3 separate regions of the Mus musculus genome follow, and regions 1 and 2 are each linked to region 3. Evidence: chromatin contacts called from public Hi-C data. All regions are on one chromosome and are shown on one strand. Each heading gives the region's core, a stretch centred on a gene start, on an enhancer-like site or on the middle of the called end of the contact. The rest is flanking DNA. Distances are from core to core; before and after follow the strand shown.

Region 1 (2,725 bases), core at 102-2,601, 460 kb after region 3:
AGACCACTGGGTATTTTTGATATATGAAGAATTTCTCCATTGCTTAGGACAGTTATTTAAGGTTTAGACCCAGGTGTTAGTTACAAGGAATATGATCATATCCATAGATCAGGGGTGGTGGTTTTATCAAATTTGGAAGTCACAGTCAAATCAATTGGGCTAAAAGTCATGTGGCAGGAGTTACTGCAAGAGATGACATAAGTATTGTGGAGAAATTCCTTTCTGGCTAATTCCCAGCTGACAACAAGACAAATTCAGTCTACTGGTGAAAAAGCTCTAATTGCTACACTAGAACACAAAGGATATGCAGGTGATAAAAATCCTGTATTGCACTACATATATTTAGCAACCATACAGATAAAAACTGAAGAAAAATAAGTGTATTTTCCACGTGGATATATGATTATTTCTAATAGTTTCTCCTCCCTTATATAAACTTTTCATTTTTAGAGAAAAAAATTCACCAGAAATTAGAAAAATAAAACTAATAAAAATAAATACAAGTATACCATTATGGAATGCTTACAGGGACTTATTAGCTATAGCTCTGCCTACTCGTGACATTTTAGCTGACTGAAATATAGAAGGTGGTTGAGCACTGGAACAGAAACAATAATGGGTTTTGATGAGAGAAAGTGGCCTAGCTTTAAACTTGGGCATTTGGTAGCTTCCTTTAAACAATGAATTCTTAGCAGCTAACCAACTGAATTGTAGGTGGCTACTGAAGAGCAGAGACTTTTCTTCTATGAAGTAGCATCTACCATGATAATATCATCAAGCAACATTAATATTGTGAGGACAGATTCATATTTTACAGTAAGGTATGTAAAAGAGGAGAAAACAATTGCTTCCCTGAAAGATAACCATAAATGAGCATGAATTTTCTATGTATCATTCTGAGAACATGGAGGAAATGGTAATGGTTAGAATCACAAAAGTATTTCATAGGATCATGTATTTGAATGCTTGCTACTCAGTTGTTGGCACTGTTTGGGGAGGTTGTAGAGCCTTTATAAGTTGGAGCCTTGTTACTGGATGCCACTGGGGTTGGGCTTGTGAGTTCATAGCCATGTTCCATTCCCAGTTTACACTTTTTACTTCATTTGTGTGGATAGAGATATAATCTCTCATCTCCTTGTTCTGGACACTTGCTACCATACCTTACATGTCATTCTAGACTCTTCCTCTAGAACCACAAGACAACCTCTTTCTCATATAAAGCTCTTTCAGTTCTGATATTTTATCTTAGCAACCAAAGGGAAATAATAAGGAAGCAAAGAATGTTATGCTCTCATTAGTCTTTGTAGGTTCCCTTTTAATGAGCGTGAATGACAAACTTTGGCTGACTTCTTGCTTGTGATTAATCATGAACTGGTTTGCTGACATCTGTCTGTTTTCAGTTAAGATGTTCATTATATCCAGCCAAGTTCCTCCATTTACACATACGTCCTTGAGAGAAATGGCCTGGAGGAAATGGCCTTAGTCAAACATAGGTATTATGTACCATAAGCTTGCCATGTAAGCATTTGTGATCATTGTTTAACTTCCTGGAACTGGTCATGTTTTCTGTTACTTGCCTTTAACACTGAGAAAATACACTTGTTGCTGTCATGGTCTGACCAGCAGCGCTCCCATGTCTGTCTCTTGTGTCTTCTTTCTGCCTTTCCTACAATCATACTCAGTCTCCTAGTCATGGATTTCTGGGAAGTAGCACCATAGGGCTCAACTACCGGGAACACAGTGATACACTCAGGAAAAGTGAAAGTGTTGGCAGCTGGTGAATAACTTTTGGAAGAAAACCCACAGGAAAACACAGATAAGGGAGCTCTGAAAAAGTAAGTAAACTTGTTAAAAGAAAAAGAAAGGAGAGAGAAAATGAAAATTTATTTTTTAAAAAAAAGGGAATTGGATACAGCCATATATTTTTTATACAAATGCTTAAAGTAGAGCAACAGCTATTACACAGTTTTTTAGATTTTGTAGAGAAGGTTTGTCCTTGGTTTCCTGAGGAAGGTGCAATAAATTTAGCAATCTTGGAGAAAGTTAGAGAAAGATTTCAAGATTATTATGATGTGCATAGACTAGGTAAAGTGCCTGTAGTTACTTTTAGTCTTTTGACCTTGATTAGGGGTAGGAGAGAGAAGTGGGTTTCAGAGAAGGAAAATGAAACTAAGTAGTTCCCAGAGTCTGTCACTGCACACTGCTATTGTGGGGGTGTACCCAGCAGAGGCCAGTGACAGCAGGGGGTTGATCCCCTGTAGGTCCCATTCTTGGCTCCATTCCTGGCCCCACTGGAATGTCTACCAACCTCTGGGGAGGCAGAGGAGCATGATGAGCCACTGGAGGAGCTGTCACAGAGAGAGCGCAGCATCTCAGGGCAGCTGTCAGACAGAGTTTGCTCTTGCCCAATGGTGCTCTTCTCTATGGACTTGTGAGCTCTGGTTTAGGTGAGTTATGATCCAATCCAGCAGGCTAAGATACAAGAAAAAATGCTTATGGAAAATGTTTGAGATTGATAAATGCAAGTGATGAAGGTTAGAGGATATAAAGGAACATAGATGATGATGATTTAGAAATTAAAAAAATGCTTCGAATGAAAGATGTTTATGGTTGGTAAATGCAAATAATAAATGTTGAAGGATCTAAGAAGATGTTTTAAGGTATATAAGTGCAAGTTATAGTAATAAAAGAAATGATTTAAGGTATAAAAAATGCGGAATATTTC
Region 2 (3,056 bases), core at 269-2,768, 430 kb after region 3:
TTGGACAATCTATAACACAACCAGTATTATAATCTCCCTGTCCGTCCTATTTTAGTGACTTGTGCTAGCTTATATTTTAGTTTTGAGTCCTTTGTCTTTTACAAAGTTACGGTAAAAAGCTACATTTGGAGGTGGCAGTACGGCTCCCATTGTGAAAGTGCTTGTCACAGTGAGATTTGTAGAACCCAAGTGAAGGTGGACGGAAAGAGCTGACTCTACATGCATGCTGTAGCACCCCTCAGAAACAAGTATTTTGAAAACCCCCGTATTTCTATACGCGATTGTTTTTGGTACATATACAAACGTTTATTTCCACTTTCAGATTCTTTTAAAAGCCGTTTATCTAGTCTTCTATTCTCTCGTCTGTCAGACTTCTGACAGTTCTACTTGTGTCTGGCCGGGATCATTGTGTTTTATTTTAACATCGTTGTCCAGATGATCTCAAACCTTAAAATTACTCCAATATGATATTTCTTTTCATGCTCTGTACTGATGAAGATTGCTAGAAAAGTTTAAGTATCCTATATGTATGCATACTTTTGCAGGTGTCCTGTCTGGCCCTACCTGGAATCATGTAACCACAGGTAAAATGGATACTGCTGCCAAGATCACTGTGTTTGTGAAGTCTGTATGCAGTGCCTACAGGCTTTCCTCTCTCCCTGCACTCCACAGACTCTAACCTTTGCCTCTTAATTCCATTGCTCTTTCCCCCATGTTTATTCCAGGCAGCTCTGCTCATTCTTACCCACTGTCAAAGTAATCTTCAGGAGTTACCATGTTCAAATGGAGTCTATGATATAGTGACTATCCCAAATTTTTATACTTTCCCTGTAGATGCCTCAGAAAGGTGGTATTTTCGGGTTCCATCCTTTTGAGTAGATCCTAGTTGTCCAACAATTCTTCTTGGCTAGTCTAATTCATTTTCTTTTCAGAGTGCAGAAACTAAAAGCACTGCTAGCTTTGTCAAATTCATTCTAGCCTTTTTTTCTTGTAATCAATGACTTAATTACTGGGAATTAAAAATACTTTTTAAATTTTTATATAGAAAGCTAGTTACTGGAGAAAAATTTAATTACTAGAGAAAAATTTATGACAACGTGTATTTTCCATTGGCATTATTTCTGACCTGTCTTGTTTCTTTCTACACATATAAGAAAGCATTTCTCTAGCATGTGTAAAGGTACCCTTCTCTTTTCTCTGTTGTCATTCCAGCCTTCTCTTTAGCCAAAGCTCATTGTGTGTGTGTGAGGTCTTTCCTATTGCTTGTAACACCTATCATCTGTGTCCTATTTATTTATTTAGCCTGGTTTCATGTATCACACACCCCCTTTAAGATGGATTGCTTTCGTTTGTATCATGTTTCCATTTGCTTATGCTATTTGTAGCAATATTCATTGTGCTTTTATTCCATGTTAATTCAGCTGCATAACTCCTTCAGCCTCTTCATCCCTACCAGCAGAATCACTCTCCAATTCCTGTTTTGTCACTAATCAGCTTACAATCCTTTACTGGCTCCCCGGTGCTCTTTAGCTTCCAAACTCCTTTGGCATGACTCACAAGGCTCTTGATCTGGAGCCTGCTGTCTAGTTTTGCTTCCTTTCTGAATACGTGAAAACTGGAATTCTGAACTCTAGCCAGAAAAAGCCACCTTTACCAGTGGCTTTATTTCTCTTGTTCTTGCTCTCAAATCTTAAATATTTTTCCCCCAAGAAATTTTAGCTCTCTTCATTAACTTTTACATGCCAGAGCTTAACTTATATATGACTGCTTGCTGGAAGCCTTACTGTCTTTCTCTTGTTCATCTATGCCCCAACTCTACATATTTCTCAGCTCACAGGATGTTATTTCTCTATCTTATTTACTCCTTCCATTTGCCTGTTTAGTAGTCTGTATGTCTACTATATACTAGCCATAGTTAGGCAGGTAGCTCAATATCTCGAAGGTTCTTCAATCAAATGTGATAAATCAATCAATTGATTATGCAGTTAGTCCATGCAGAATAAATTGCTAAATGGGACTGTAATATTCTCAAGCAATTCTGTAGATCAGTGGTTTCTCAACCTATGGGTAGGAAAAACTGTAATTTTAACGAATCCCCCCCCCCTTTTTTTTTGCTTGTCTCATTTTTTGCCCCTCAAGTAGCCTAATTTTCTCCAATTTTACTTTCATCTAATGTCTGTTAACAAGTGTTCTGATGTGAACTTGGCTTTTGGTAAAGGAACTTATTTGTGGCTTTTGTATTATCTTTTCTTCTCTCCTTACTACATTATGATTCATAACTGCAAACTTACAGTTATGATGTAGTAACAAAAATAATTTTATGGTTGGGAATCACCACAACATGAGGAACTGTATTAAAAGATTGCAACATTAGGAAGGCTGAGAACAACTGCCATAGTTGAAGGGCTTCTTGGAGGGATGTTTTGAGTCACTGTCTTGCTATGTAACCCTATATGGCAGGACTCCTGCCTGACCCTTCTGAAATTACCAGGAAGTAGCAGGGGTCTTTCCTTCAAACTAGGCAGTTAAGCAAGAAATTTTATGAAATAGTAGTATCCTGACAGATTACCTTATCTCCATTTGTTCATACTTTCTCATTTATGCTGGTTCTTTATAGTAGAGTCTGTGTCATCATGGCGCTCCTTGCTGCTTTATTTTCCTTATGAAGTAACCACATCCAAATTTTCCCTTCCTGTCTCCAGCTGTCAGTGTCCACTTCCTGTCTCCAGCTGTCAGTGTCCACTTCCTGTCTCCAGCTGTCTGTCAGTGTCCACTTCCTGTCTCCAGCTGTCAGTGTCCACTTCCTGTCTCCAGCTGTCAGTGTCCACTTCCTGTCTCCAGCTGTCTGTCAGTGTCCACTTCCTGTCTCCAGCTGTCAGTGTCCACTTCCTGTCTCCAGCTGTCAGTGTCCACTTCCTGTCTCCAGCTGTCTGTCAGTGTCCACTTCCTGTCTCCAGCTGTCAGTGTCCACTTCCTGTCTCCAGCTGTCTGTCAGTGTCCACTTCCTGTCTCCAGCTGTCAGTGTCCACTTCCTGTCTCCAGCTGTCTGTCAGTGT
Region 3 (2,718 bases), core at 29-2,528:
ATTCCTTAAAGGAACGAGACTGTATCAGGCAGGGCTTGTGCATTTGGAAAGAGCATTAGCAGAGCTAAGTACTTCATAAAGCCAAGAGACTTTGAGCTCTGAATCTCTCCCAGCTCCATGGAAAATGCAATCACCAGAGAGTTTGTTTTAAATATAAAATCTAATGAGACAGCTATGAGGATAATAGATCTGCCTTCTCCTCTCCAAGTTTTATTCAAAACTCATCACATAGACTTGGGGTAAATGACACACCTGAAAAGCAAAGCAAGCACACGCTGCTCTGTAGCAGGAACCCACCGGCAAGGGCTCTCAAACGCTTCCCTATGGAGATCTAAGCTGTAAAAATTAGTATTTTTCAACTCCAAAACTATATATGCAAAAACATTGGCTAACACTGTAGGGCCATGACTATGCTAGAATCTGATCGAAAAATAGTACAAAATTCCCCATATGGTGAAGGTCTCAACATTCTATTTTTAACAGATTTTGGAAAGATGGGTAGAAAACATATTAAATGCCTTCTCTGAATGGCAGTGCTGTGTCTGAATGTTTCTATTTTTATACTTCTATGCATATGTGTCATCTAATTCACATTTTTTTATTATCCTTTAGGGGAATGAAACAAATTTTCTACAAATTAAAATTCAGAAATGGACATATTTCTATTTCACCAGAAATGAACATTCACAATCCAAAACTCTAGCAGCTTCGCAGGCTTCATTTTTTACTTGCTGAATTGCTGTAATTATGCCAGGATATTTTTTGATATTTCTTCTTAAACGCGATGAGAATTTCTCTTTGAAACAAGAGGCTCCCTGCCCCCCCCCTCCCTTACCCCCAAACAGTGCCTGTGCTTTTTTTTCTGGAATCCAAATGAGATGCTTTAGCCAATGCTGATTTCAAAGGCTCCAGAAAAACAGCCTCCTCCAGCCCCTAGCCAACGCAGTCGCTGTGGCTTTAAGAGTAGCGTTCCGCCACCCCCCTGAGCCCACATACTTGTCCTCTTTGCACAGAAAGTGCCAAGCAGTGACATCTACTACAGTTTCTAGGACACGGTGCTCTCTGCTATACAGGGAGAAAAAGAGAGAGCGCGCTGTGAGAGAGAAGGCAGGCAGGGGAAGTGAACACAAACCCAGCTACATTCCCAGCGGACAGGCACTTCCCATGCAGTAATCCTGACCTGCTGTTTATGGCTGTTTGGCTGATAGGAAGCCCAGCTCCAGCGAGCTCTGGGGCCCAGCCTCCCCCCCTTGCTGTCCATTAATCATGAGAGGCTGTTACGAAGTGTACACAGAGTGGGAGTTCTGCCTAGAGTGGCCTCTAGCTGTCTCCAGCTCAATGAAATGACCCTGTGTGAAAACTTGTTTTATGAGAGATTGGTTTATTTGTAACTAAACTACTTCCTCCGTTATTTGATAAGCTCAAATATTTGCTGGTGATAGTCTGAGAGTGTCACATTTATTATCCTGTTTCTGTGGTTGCCTCACTCCTTTGGAACCAGCTCTGTTAACCCTTGGAAGGACAGCCCACGCCATCTTTCAGTTGGTCAGCATTATGTCAGACCAATTAGGATTTGTGACTCAAAGAGGGAGACTGTGTAGTTCCAAAACCACACGGACAACTCCAGAGGCAGAAGACTTTGATAAAAGTCCCCTAGGATTCTGAAACCACCATTTAAAAAAAAGGAAGGGCAGGGCTTCTGACTTCCTAACATAAATCTAAGGCCGTTCTAGACACATTAGTATTCCTGAAATGACAACTTTAGATAGGTCGGTGTGACTTCCTGTAGTTCTCCAGACCCCCAAAACGTCAGCTGTGTAAAGCGTGTGCGTTCTCAAAATGCTTAAAATGTCGTAGCATTCGGTGCTTTGACGCTTTGCCTGTTAGAGTCTGAGCTCATTTGCATTTGGCAGGACTTATTTCCTGCTTCCAGAGAAGGGGGGCGGGGTGGGGGGTGGAAGCCTTTGCTTGCTCTCTCAAAGGCTCAAAGGGCTCTCTGGACATATAAAACTATGTTTCCAAGAATTAAATGAACCAGAATGAGGCAGATCTCTTTTGGAATGAAAAGAAATACAGGCTTTTGTTACATGCAACACATTTGGAAAACCTAAATGGAATATCTCTCTTGACAAACCCACACTGGGACTGTTTTTGCAGCTCTTTCAGTCTCTGGTCAGCTACACGGAGTTCTCAGTGAATGCAGAAGAGGCTAAGGAAATAGCCACTTACGTGTGGCAAAATGTTCCAGCCTTGCAGAGATTTTTCCCAAAATCATTAGACCCACCAAAATGCTTTCCATTTGCCAGGCCTTCACCTTCCCCATCAGAATTTCCACAGTCCTCCAGCCTTGCAGCCCAGCTGTCAGTACCTCCTAAAACAGCCAGCCGTTTGTAGCTGAAAATGTAACCAAGTTTATACACTTCTAACCCAGAGAGCTCCCTGACGATCAGGCAGGAGAAAAAGAAAAACAAAGCAAAGTGGAGCAAAGCAAAGACGTTTTACTCTCAACTTGTTTCAAGGTCACAACAGAACACCCATGCAAGCTCCTTCCATGCTCATAAAAGAGGAGAATTTGGGCCAGCTAAGGCCTGTGGGAGGGCACATAAAGAGGGACCTGTACTGGGAACACAGCCTGGAGAGACCTTTTCCATCATGTGAAGGGGCATGGCTCAGGGTTCCACCTCTGGTTTCTTTTAGATCTCTGCAGGTAGCCTTTCC

What was found. Hi-C and Micro-C count contacts between places; a contact is called where the count stands out from the background.
Region 1: a Hi-C map of muscle stem cells shows a contact between it and region 3, with 2.5 times the contacts expected there. The contact joins two enhancer-like sites. A contact is called at or near these places in 1 of 484 Hi-C or Micro-C datasets (muscle stem cells) and 1 of 115 datasets of contacts at active chromatin or transcription factors (fibro-adipogenic progenitors).
Region 2: a contact with region 3 is called in a Hi-C map of the C2C12 cell line, with 2.4 times the contacts expected there. The contact joins two enhancer-like sites.

Annotation. Positions count from the first base shown.
Region 1 is chr14:106,192,075-106,194,799 of GRCm38.p6, forward strand. No RefSeq gene overlaps it. Among named protein-coding and RNA genes, the nearest start is that of Gm36107, 72 kb to the right of the region's middle. Within about 2 kb of position 1,352, at least 33 of the 459 cell types and tissues checked have an H3K27ac peak or open chromatin away from gene starts, as enhancers often do. A contact at or near this core is called in fibro-adipogenic progenitors and muscle stem cells, where this site is marked.
Region 2 is chr14:106,160,988-106,164,043 of GRCm38.p6, forward strand. No RefSeq gene overlaps it. Among named protein-coding and RNA genes, the nearest start is that of Trim52, 56 kb to the left of the region's middle. Within about 2 kb of position 1,519, at least 31 of the 459 cell types and tissues checked have an H3K27ac peak or open chromatin away from gene starts, as enhancers often do. A contact at or near this core is called in the C2C12 cell line, where this site is marked.
Region 3 is chr14:105,731,278-105,733,995 of GRCm38.p6, forward strand. No RefSeq gene overlaps it. Among named protein-coding and RNA genes, the nearest start is that of Gm35967, 4.3 kb to the left of the region's middle. Within about 2 kb of position 1,279, at least 335 of the 459 cell types and tissues checked have an H3K27ac peak or open chromatin away from gene starts, as enhancers often do. A contact at or near this core is called in the C2C12 cell line, fibro-adipogenic progenitors and muscle stem cells, where this site is marked.